Linked DNA regions of Sus scrofa: all the other regions are linked to region 3. A link is a contact called in public Hi-C and HiChIP or PLAC-seq data. All regions are on one chromosome and are shown on one strand. The core of a region is the stretch at or near the end of the contact, and the rest is flanking DNA. Distances in the headings are between cores, read along the strand shown. Region 1 overlaps WDFY3 (WD repeat and FYVE domain-containing protein 3). Region 2 holds the start of WDFY3 (WD repeat and FYVE domain-containing protein 3). Region 3 overlaps WDFY3 (WD repeat and FYVE domain-containing protein 3).

The links. Hi-C and Micro-C count contacts between places; a contact is called where the count stands out from the background. HiChIP or PLAC-seq counts read pairs in DNA pulled down with a chosen protein or histone mark.
Region 1: an H3K27ac HiChIP or PLAC-seq map of alveolar macrophages shows a contact between it and region 3. The contact joins two enhancer-like sites. A contact is called at or near these places in 1 of 47 Hi-C or Micro-C datasets (epiblast stem cells) and 1 of 2 datasets of contacts at active chromatin or transcription factors (alveolar macrophages).
Region 2: a Hi-C map of retroperitoneal adipose tissue shows a contact between it and region 3, with 3 times the contacts expected there. The contact joins the promoter of WDFY3 here to the enhancer-like site in region 3. A contact is called at or near these places in 4 of 5 promoter capture datasets (fetal liver, fetal skeletal muscle, liver and 1 more), 27 of 47 Hi-C or Micro-C datasets (adipose tissue, alveolar macrophages, blood and 16 more) and 2 of 2 datasets of contacts at active chromatin or transcription factors (alveolar macrophages and skeletal muscle).

Annotation. Positions count from the first base shown.
Region 1 is chr8:133,696,951-133,700,478 of Sscrofa11.1, reverse strand. The region is part of intron 2 of WDFY3 (WD repeat and FYVE domain-containing protein 3); the gene reads right to left. Among named protein-coding and RNA genes, the nearest start is that of WDFY3, 33 kb to the right of the region's middle. Within about 2 kb of position 1,383, at least 8 of the 83 cell types and tissues checked have an H3K27ac peak or open chromatin away from gene starts, as enhancers often do. A contact at or near this core is called in alveolar macrophages, where this site is marked.
Region 2 is chr8:133,663,893-133,667,667 of Sscrofa11.1, reverse strand. It overlaps WDFY3 (WD repeat and FYVE domain-containing protein 3), which reads right to left and starts at 2,083. Exons shown (of 68, transcript XM_021101795.1): 1 at 2,065-2,083.
Region 3 is chr8:133,860,949-133,864,403 of Sscrofa11.1, reverse strand. It overlaps WDFY3 (WD repeat and FYVE domain-containing protein 3), which reads right to left. Exons shown (of 68, transcript XM_021101795.1): 35 at 1,676-1,855. Among named protein-coding and RNA genes, the nearest start is that of CDS1, 180 kb to the left of the region's middle. Within about 2 kb of position 2,078, at least 14 of the 83 cell types and tissues checked have an H3K27ac peak or open chromatin away from gene starts, as enhancers often do. A contact at or near this core is called in adipose tissue, alveolar macrophages, brain and 3 more, where this site is marked.

The DNA.
Region 1 (3,528 bases), core at 134-2,633, 160 kb after region 3:
CCCTAGCCTGGGAACCTCCATATGCCGCGGGAGCGGCCCAAGATATAGCAACAACAGCAACAACAACATCAACAACAACAGACAAAAAGACAAAAGACAAAAAAAAAAAAATCTCATCATTTCTAACAGCTAAAATGTATGATCCATATTTATAGTAATTCACAAATAATTACAATTAAATAACTCCTTGTAAAATTCAGTCAAAGTCAGATGCTTTAGAAGGACATACTCAAACTACTCTAAGGGAGTTAAGGCAGTCTTTTCTCAATAAATGTGAGATTTTCTTAGACTGTTTATTAAAGCAATGTCACTCCATGTACACAATCACACCCACACACACCCCCACACCCCCCACACTCCTGCTCCAGATTAACTCATATAGATAATGCCAACTAGGTCAAATCTTGCTTCCACAAACTCAATTATACTGCCTTCCAAAGCAAAGATTACGAAAATGAGCCAATAATAACACTTTCCAATTATTTCTCCATCAGTATAAATAATGAGAACCGCTAGGTGGTATCTGCAGTATATATGACGTGTCACTACATTCTGTGAAAGTAACTGTAATTGGGCATTTCCCTTAGCAACTGGCTATATTAAATAGCCTCACAAATATCTGATAATTTCTCACACTTTATAACTTAATTGTAGAAAGTAGCCACAGAAAAGCTGATAAAATTAAAGTAATCTTAATAACCTATGACCTTTTACTCTTAAATATTTTAGGGAAATGAGTGAGGGTAGGCCTCTGGGTATTTTATGAGAAATAGCAGGCTAACAACTCAGCAAAGTGAAAAAAGTCAGGTCCCACTTGAATTCTACATAGTACCAAAAAATAACAAATTTGATGAAAGGAAACAAAATTAACTCCTCTTTGCTTTAAAAAAAAAAAAGGAAATGATAAAAGTTACATTTCTCCTTTTTTTTAGCAGATAAGGGAGTACTTTCTGATTACAAAGCTACATGGCACAAAAGTGATACATTTCTGCTTAGAGTTTAAGACAAACGCTTCTTAAATAATATTAAATAATTTACGTATTTTTCCATTTAGCTCTTTTCTTCGCTCTTAGATACTGTGGGGAGCACCAAAACGGCTTCCAACGACGCCAGCCCCTGGGACACACATCCTTGTCCAGTCCTCTCTCCCTGAGAGTGGACTGGACCTAACGACCCCCTCCCTGTGAACACAGCAGGCAAAAGTGATGGGGTGCCGTTGCCAGGATTTTATGACAAAAACAAAAGGCTCACATGGGAAGAACTAAAGTAGGCTGCTGGCCGAGAGCCAACATGAGGAACTGAGACCTCTGGCCCAAGAACCCTGAGGAAGTGCTGCCAAGAACCACGTGAGTGAAGTGGAGGCAGGGTCTCCCCTAGGGCTTTTGGGTGAGACCGCAGCGCTGGTGGACATGTCGGGGTGCAGCTTGGTAGGATAAGAGGCCCTGAGCCAGAGGAACCGCTCGGATTCTTGATTACAAAACTTCTGAAATAAGGGTTCTGTTTGAAGTCACTAAGTTTTGGGATAAACTGTGCGGCAGTGCTACGGCTTCAACCGTGTCCTCCTCCCAATTCCTATGTTGAAGTCCTAACCCCCAGCCCCGCAGAATGTGACCTTATTTGGAGACATGCTCTTTACAGAGGTAATCAAGTTATTTGGGGGGGGGGGGTGTTGTCTTTTTAGAGCCACCCCCACAACATACCAAAGTTCCCAGGCTAGGGGTTGAAATGTAGCTGCTGGCCTACACCACAGCCACAGCAAGGCCAGAGTCTTAACCCACCAGGAAAGGCCAGGGATCGAACCTGTGTCCTCAGGGATCCTAGTCAGGTTCATTTCCGCTAAGCCACAATGGGAACTACCAGAGGTAATCAAGTTAAACTGAGGTGATTAGGTTGCACCCTAATCCAGTATGGCTGGTACCTTTACAAAACGGGGAAATGTGAACAAAGAGACAGACACAGAGGGACAGCGACAAGAAGAGCCACGGAGGACAGACGGCCATGCAGGGGCCAAGAGGCCTGGACAGATCCTCCTCACAGATCCCAGGAGCAACCAATCCTGCAGACACCTCAGCTTCCGACTTCGGACCTGCAGGCTCTGAGACAATAAATTTCTGTTGTCTAAGCCACTCAGTCTGTGGTAATCTGTTAGGGCCCCCTTGACAAATCAACACACGTAGCAACAGAGAACTAATACACATACTGAACTCAAAATAAGTTTTATTGGCAGTACCAAAATTAGCCTCGATGCAGGAGAGCAGATGGTCAAAGCTTTACGACTTCATTCTGAAAAAATTTTCATATCAGAAAATCTTAGACCATAAAGCCACAGATATTTTTTTTTTTTTTAAGTAAGCTGGGACTCTTGCAATCATATAATCTAATAGACGCATTTCAAAAATTGATGCTGCTGCTGATGTGCCACGGACTGTTCTGAACAGACTAAACATATGTTAATTCCTCACAGGAAATCTCTGAGGTACCACTATCAACTCCTCTTTGAAGATGAAGAAGCGGATGTCCAGGAGTTAAGGTCCTGCAGCTGGTAAGCAGGCAGGATTCAGCGAACTGAGGTCCACAGAGAGAAAGTGACTTACCCAAAATCATGGTTAGAAGCTGAGATGGGACCAAATCTAATGGCTCTTTCTCCTACCTTCAAATCTTTTCTCAAAAGTTAAGTAGAAAGGCTTTTCTTTTACTTGCTATGGTCAATCTCTGTAACACTTCTGGTACAATCTCTGTAACACTTCCAACTATATACTGCCCTCCTCTTCTAACTACACAAACGGTTACTCACTTTCTTCCACTCCCTGCCTTTTAATTCCTACTGCTTTTCTTGCATCTATGTGCATCATTTTTACATACTGGAACACAAGATTTCACTATGGCACAGTTTGGAAATACAGCTTTAGCTTAGCAATTGATCCAATTAAAATACAGATACACCGGGATGGAGTCGTTCTATTATTAGCTGCCCGCATTCTAACGGGAATAAGTCAGATCCTTTTCAGGGATAGGCTTTGAAACAGAGGGCAAGATGGCCAATGCCACGTTTTAGGATGATCTTGTCCTAAGCTGCAGCTCGTCCAGGGAATCAGAGTCTTTTCAGGAATACTGGGGATTCGGTACCTAGGAGTAAGCCTCTCTCTGGGAGTCTGAATTACTCGGTATCAAGTGTGCGTGACGGTGGCCACCTTGCTGCCCACAACAAAAAATGGAACCGTGACGAGAGCCAAGCCCAGAGAGTGAGGCAGATGTGCAGGAGAGGCTGAGAGAAAGCTGACCGCGTTTGGTTCCTGGGCTCTCCTGGCACAGCCCAGCTGCATTTCTGTCCCTTGGATCCTTAGGTGTGCCCGAGGCACACCCAAAAGTCTGATAACTTCCCCTTCCTGTTTAAGCTAATGTGCACTGAATCACATGCAATCAACAGAGAAAGAGGGTCAAAAAGGTGCCTGCTCTAACGCTAAGGAACATCATGCAAAGACTAGTAACCTCACGTAAAAAAACTTTTTAAAAAAACGAGGCAAACAG
Region 2 (3,775 bases), core at 834-3,333, 200 kb after region 3:
GATGACTCCATGGGCTCTTTACCCAGAAAAAAATGCAAATATATGCTGCATTCTGTATATGATTTCCAAGGATTCAAACACCTTCTGAAGCACATGCATAAAATTTTAAAATGCCTGATATATACACTCTTAAAATTGCAAAGTTGAGCAGTGGAATTTAAGAATCGTCAAAGTTGGAGTTCCCGTTGTGGCGCAGCGGTTAACGAATCCAACTAGGAACCATGAGGTTGCGGGTTCGATCCCTGCCCTTGCTCAGTGGGTTAAGGATCTGGCGTTGCCATGAGCTGTGGTGTGGGTCACAGATGTGGCTCAGATCTCGCATAGCTGTGGCTCTGGTGTAGGCCGGTGGCTACAGCTTCAATTCGACCCCTAGCCTGGGAAACTCCATACGCCATGGGAGAGGCCCAAGAAATGGCAAAAAGACAAAAAATAAATAAATAAATAAATAAAAGAATCGTCAAAGTAGAGAATCCAAGTGATATTGCAATATTACCCTGCCATTTACTCCTTTTAAAAACAGATTTTGCAAGTAGGACCAGAATCATGTTTCTAACTCATATCTCCTTTTTGCACAAATTTTAAATTAGAAACATTTTTTTACATGAATTGATTTCAACTCTGAAAAACACACTCCTAGGAGAAAACTATATTTCTACCAACCTGAGAATGAAGGTTCAGGGTGTAACATGCACCACTAATGCTCAAATATCATAAGAAGAGTCTTCAAGTAGGTCCAGCGCAATATGTATTTTTAAATATATTTTTTTAAAAAAACATACCAAACTAATTTCTATGCTTAGAGTTTATTAAAGTTTTATTTTTCTTCTTAAGCAAGACATATTTTTCTAAACCTATGCACTACTACCATATCTAGTTGCTGGGTTTTTTTTAATCAACATATTACTGGGTCTGTCTTGTGTTATTTGTTACACCGTCTGATGGTGGAAACTGTTCCAAACCTGCTATCAAAGAATTCCAACCTGCAAATATTCTGCTATCTAGACGCAAAACGTTTTCTCTTTTTTAATTGTTTGGTTTTCAGACTACAATAACCACTTGGCACTAACCAACTCAAGCCGTTACGGGAAAAAAAAAAAAAAAAAAAAAAAAAACACAAAACAGTTTTTTGTAAAAGCATTAACACCATTTTCCCACAGGAAACAATCATTTTTTAAGGCACTGGAAGTCGAAGCAAGGGTTCCCATACATAGTAAACATCCTTTCAATTGGTTTTATCAGATAATTTCCGTGAAAGGGAGACCTTATGAGAAATCTCACAATTCGATAGTAAAAAAAAAAATCAAGAAACGCTACACCTGAGGATCAAACCCCGGACCGAATGGCTTTTGGTCGGAAAGGTCACATCTGCTGTTTACACCCCCGGTAACCGTGAATGCTTGCGAGGCCACCACATCCTCGTGCAAGGGAATAAAAGAGCAAACACTCTCCGCAGGAGCATCTCTGGGTTGCTTCCACAAACCCAGGTTTCCAGCGCAGGGCGTGGGGCGGGGGGGGAAGCAGGGCTCGGGAATCAGCCCGGGGAGGCCCGCAGCCGCGGAGACAGCGCCCGAGGGATGGAGGCCTCGCTCGGCTGCGCCGCGGGCGGGGGGCTCTGGGACCCGAGACCCCGCGGGGTCTGGCGGAGAGGCCCGCACGGGACCCTGATGCCCGGATCGCCTGGTTACGCCCCCACTGCTCGCAGCAGGAGGGAGCGTCCGGCCCTCCGCTCCCCCACCCCCCGAAACACCCCAGCGTCGCTCCCCATCGCCCGCAGCCCTTGACCCTGACCCCGACCCGACCGCGACAGCGCCCTCTCCAGGCCGCGGTGGAGGACACAGGCCAGGCCGCCCTCCCCGGAGGCGGCGGCGGCGGCTCCCGGGCAGCGCGGTCCCGGGGGAGGACGGCAGCTGGGCCTCGGCCTGTCCCCAGGGGCAGCGGGCGCAGGGCCGCGAGTGGGCAGCGCCTCCGCCCTGCCCGAACAAAGCGGCCGCGGCGCGCCGGGCGCGGGGCTGGCCGGGGGGCCGGGGGCCGGGGGCCGGGGGCGCGCGGGCCGGGGGCACTCACCGGAGGGCGGGGGGGCGCGGGCGGGCCTGGCCGGGCGGGCGGACCGCGGCCGGCCGGGCTCCACGCCGGGGGCGCGCTGGCCTCGGGGAGGGGGCGGCGGGCGCGGCGTCCACGGCGGGGCCCGGGAGCCCCGCTGCGGGGGCCCGGGCTTCGGGCCGGGATCGATGCTGCGGCCGCGGGGTGCGGGAGCCGGTCGGCCGGGGCCCGGCCGCGGCGCTAGGCGGCCGGAGCAGCGACGCCGCCGCCTCTCCCTTCTCCGGCCCGGCTCCCTGCTCGCCCGCGTCCTCCTCCTCGCTGGGTCCCCGCCGCCGCCGCCGCCTCAGCCTCGGCGCTGCTCGGGCCTCTGCTCTCCATCAAGGCCGGGCCGCCGCGCGGGCAGCATCCCGGCCAGTGCGGGGCTGCCGCCGTCTCCCGCAGCTGTCGGTGGCCATCTTTAATCCTCCTCCTCCTCCTGCCGCTGCTGCTGCTCCTCCCGCTTTCTCCTCCTCCCGCGGGCCGCCTGACTGACTGGCTCTGGATCCTCCTCTTTCCCCGCCCGCTCCTCCTACCGCGCCGGCCGCAGAAATTGCAACCGCTCTTCCTCTTAACCCTCCGGCCTTTCCTTCCTCTTTCCCGACTTCCTTCCCTGCCCTCGGCTTCCCGCTTTCCCCTCTGTCCTACGAGCCGGTCCACCCGCTTCTGCAGGCAGCGGGCGCTCGATGCTCTGAGCCAGAGGCGAGCCCCCGTGCCCTCTTGTCCCTGGCCCGCTTCCCTGCCCGAGGCACACGCCCCGGCTTGCTTCCTTCTGCTGGTCCTGCCCTCAGCTGCTCCCGTTTTCCTCTCGTCCCGCGGTGCTGGGTTCCACTGCCTCCGAAGACTCAGCTGGGAGAACACCTGCGCTCCGCCCTCCTCAAGCCCGCGCCCATTTGCGGGAGGGTCAGACCGCGGTGGAGGGAGCGGGGCTGCTTCAAGTTGCTCCTCCGGCTGGTGTACAGAAGGACTGCCCACGCTCGCGGTTGTACTGCGCACCTTTGAAACTCCTGGCTGGTGTCGTGTTTGGCTCTGACCCGACAAAGAACCGAGGGGTTGAAGAGCCCAGTCTCGGTTGCCTTCTCTCCGTGACCTTGAACTGGCCGCCTTTTTTTTTTTTTTTTTTTCTCCTTCATGTAAATGGCATTATTTATACCTTGGCAGTCCTAACTCACACAGTATCTAGACCCAGTTAGCACGCTTTGGTAACCTAGAACTGCTCAGTGATCCTCAGTTTGCCCCTCTGGTGTTCGTTCCAAATCAACCCAGCGGACAATCGGGAGCATGCTTTAGTTCTGGCAATGGAGGCAAACTGAGTCAGCAGTTACGAGGTGGACTCCCTTAAACAGGCTTAGAGTGGGGAAGTGGTAATATCATCATTCTAATGACAAACATGTTTTCCCTAACGCTGCAATCTACAGAGGTCTGTGGATTTCCTCTAATAAAGATGAAGCAAGCTAGACTTGTTGTTTGCTCCTTTTTAGCCACTTGGTCTTTGGCAAAGGGACCCATTTGTAAGGATTCGCTCATGGAGTGTTTCAAGAGTCAATATTCAGGGCACATTATATGTGATCACTTTGGGGGAAGAATCACAGCTTCCGCCCCTTTGGCACAGTGGCTATTAAAAAAAGGCACCTTGTCCTTTCAGAATAAGATGGCTAGATGTGTTCAGTGGTTATTCCTTTCAATAGGCCAAATCTGG
Region 3 (3,455 bases), core at 829-3,328:
CTAATAGATGCAAACTATTGCCTTTGCAATGGATAAGCAATGAGACCCTGCTGTGTGGCACAGGGAACCACATCTAGTCGCTTGTGATGGAGCGTGAGGAGGACAATGTGAGACAAAGCATGTACACGTGTATGAGGGACTGCGTCGCTCTGCCGTGCAGGAGAAAACTGACAGAACACTGTGAGCCAACTATGAGGGAAAAAATGAAAATCATTTAAAAAAAATTATGGCAGCAACAGTATTTTCCCTCAACCTTTAGCTCCTATTAAGCTTTACAAGGTGCAGTTCGCTTTGCTTCACTTCCGCCCTCCCTTTTCAGGGTGCTAACCGGGCACCAAGCGTCACGATTCCTCAACACGTGCACTTTCTAACATTAACCTACGGACTGGCTCCTAGTCATATAAATGCTTTATGTTGATTTTGTTTTTGTCTTGGCCACACCCACGGTATACAGAAGTTCCTGGGCCAGGGATCAAACCTGAGCCACAGCAGGGACCCAAGCCACGGAAGTGTAAATGCCGAGTCCTTAACTGCTAGGCCATTAGGGAACTCAGGGATGACTGCACTTGAAATAAATAAATAACAAAATGAGAACGACTGTATTTGCATTTTCAAACATACCCCCTGAAGTCAAGTGTCATAGAATTTCACATAAAGATGGGGCATAATGGTTGCACCTAAGGGCTGATCCATTTTTGCATATTTAAAGAGAAAAAAGCCCAACTAAATAATCAAAACAAAACAACAAAACTAGTGCCAATTTTGAGTCAACAGAGAAACGAAAGAAGGACGGGAAGACAGATTCCAAGATACTGATAAGGAAAAAACAGAGATATTACTAAAAGCCTATTATTACCAAAAATGTGGATTTTGCAATTATAAATAACCCATGGCATTAAGGTCACGTGCTATACGTGTCTTTCTCCTAAAGGTCCCCACAACTGTAAAATGTGTATTTTACCTTCGAACATGAAGAAAAATTAGGAGGAAGAACGTACTTTATTCTAGGCTCTAGAGTAAGTGGTAGAAATAAGAAGAAACATAATGAAATTCTGAAGTACTACAGAGGAATAACTGGCCTTGGGTTTGTTTCAAAGGACAAAAGACGTATCTATACCATATATGACTACAATCTAGTAACTTTTTACTTAAGTTGGCACAAAATATGAAAAATACCAGCTGAACAAAATACAAAAAACTAAATAGGACAAATATACATTTCATGCCTTATAAAGATAACCAGTCCTGTAATTAATTTATAAAGGCTCAATCCAGGACCTGGCTCATTCCTGGGACAAATGAAGCGGAAATCAATTCGGTCTGACTTGATTTTCTGTAACCAAGCCGCGTAACTACATAGCTATCATCACACGTCATAAGAACCGGATCAACAACTACCTGGGGAGGGACGTCACCAACGAGGGACTCAGAAGAGGGCGGTAAATGAAAACAGGAAACCGAAGGAGTTCACTGTGATTTCGGGGACAGCAGAGGGAGCGTGTGGGGAGTCAGACACCAGACAGTGGTGTAAGGGGTGAAGCAGAAAGCGATGAACCTGTAACTTGGTCAGAAGCTTCAAAGATGGGCCAAACAAAACAGAACAAAACAAAACAAAATCTGCTAACCCTCGGCGCGGACTAATTCCAGTTTTGACACCTTCCTCCCCGTTTCCTACCATCTCCGAGTAAGGGCGGATGTTGGAGGGGAAGACGGTGGCCGCTAATGCGCACAGGAAGTCTGGACTCATCCACATGGAGGCCAGGTCTGGGACGTTGTGATACAAGTATCTGAAGAACTGCATCAGGGTCACGGGATATTCTCGCAGCCAAGATCCCTCCTCTTCGGACTGCCAAGGCTGCGCGGGGACAAGGGGGAAATGACGCGTTAGAGAAGCGGACATGGCTGCCAGGTACCCACTGCTCTCCCACACCAGACACGATGCTGGTCCAGCGCGCTCACAGGCCACACACGGGAGCAAACACGCGGGCCAGCAAACTTAGGAGCAAGCTAGAACAAAGGCGATGGCCCAGAAACTGAGAGGAAGTTTGCCCAGCGCCTCGAGTGCTCGCAGCTCAGGAACTGGAGGGAGTGGTTTTGATGACGCATCATTATCCACAAGAATAGGGCTGGTGCCAGCAGGGGCTGTCTTACCCTCAAAGCTCCCCCACTGCTCATCGTGCCAGAGAGTAGGGAGTAAAATAAAAACCGGGAAATTACTTCCCCTTGCTGAACCTCACACTGTACTACGCAGAATGATGAGAAAAATACTCTTACTAGCTATGCAACTGTGATGCTGCGACTTACAATGAGGAACATATATTTAGCCTCTGTCCCATTTCTGGCACAGAGATCCGAAAACCTCTGGCACTTCCTAAGCGGTAAGAGCTGCGAATGTCTTTTTGCTGATCATAACCAGGGCCTTTCAACCACACCTGAGTTTATGTTGACGAGGTGACTTCTGAAAAGTATCTAAGAATGGAGACTGGCCGGGGGAACCAATCCTGGGACCAGAAGGTTGGCAGTTAACCTAACCTGCTCGCCCACAAGCTCCAGGGAGGAAAGAGTTCAATCACCAGTGACCAAGGATTTCATCGGTCATGCCTCGGGCGTGAAGCCGCCGTAAAAATCAGAGCACAGGGTTGAGAGGGCTTCTGGACTGGTGGACACGTGGCCGTGCTGGGAGGTTGGCGGGACAGGGTGGGCATGGAAGCCCCAGGCCCCTTCTCACCCTGCCCTCTGCCTCTCTCCCATCTGGCTGTTCCTGAGCAACATCTTTTTATAAATAACTGGTCATCTAGGAAGTAAAACCTCCTCCTGAGTCACAGGAACCTCCAGTTTATAACTGAAGGATCAGAAGCTCAGGTGACAACGTGGACTTGTGACTGACATCTGAAGGCAGGGTGGCGGGTTGGGGGGCGGTTTGTGTGACTGAGCCCTTCATCTATGGAAGGAGATGCCATTTCCAGGTAGATAGCGGCAGAACTGAATTGAATCTGGAACACCCAGCTAGTGTGCCAAAACCTCCCACATATGTGGTGACCAGAAGTGTCAGAAGTAGGGCAGTGTTACAGTAGAATATTGAATAAAGGAGACACACAGGAGCTGTGTTTCCTTAAAAACAATTCAGGGAGTTCCCATCGTGGCGCAGTGGAAACGAATCTGACTAGAATCCAGGAGGATCCAGGTTCGATCCCTGGCCTCGCTCAGTGGGATTAAGGACTTGCAGCTGCCGTGAGCTGTGGTGTAAGTCGCAGATGAGGCTCAGATCCTGAGTTGCTGTGGCTGTGGCGTAGGCCAGTGGCTTCAGCTCGGATTAGACCCCTAGCCTGGGAACCTCCATGTGCCACAGGTCCAGCCCTAAAAAGACAGAAACAAAAACAAAAAAAAAAAAAAACAAACAAACCCCAATTCAATAATGACGATAAAACAAGTAAGAAGAAAAAAAAAATATATAT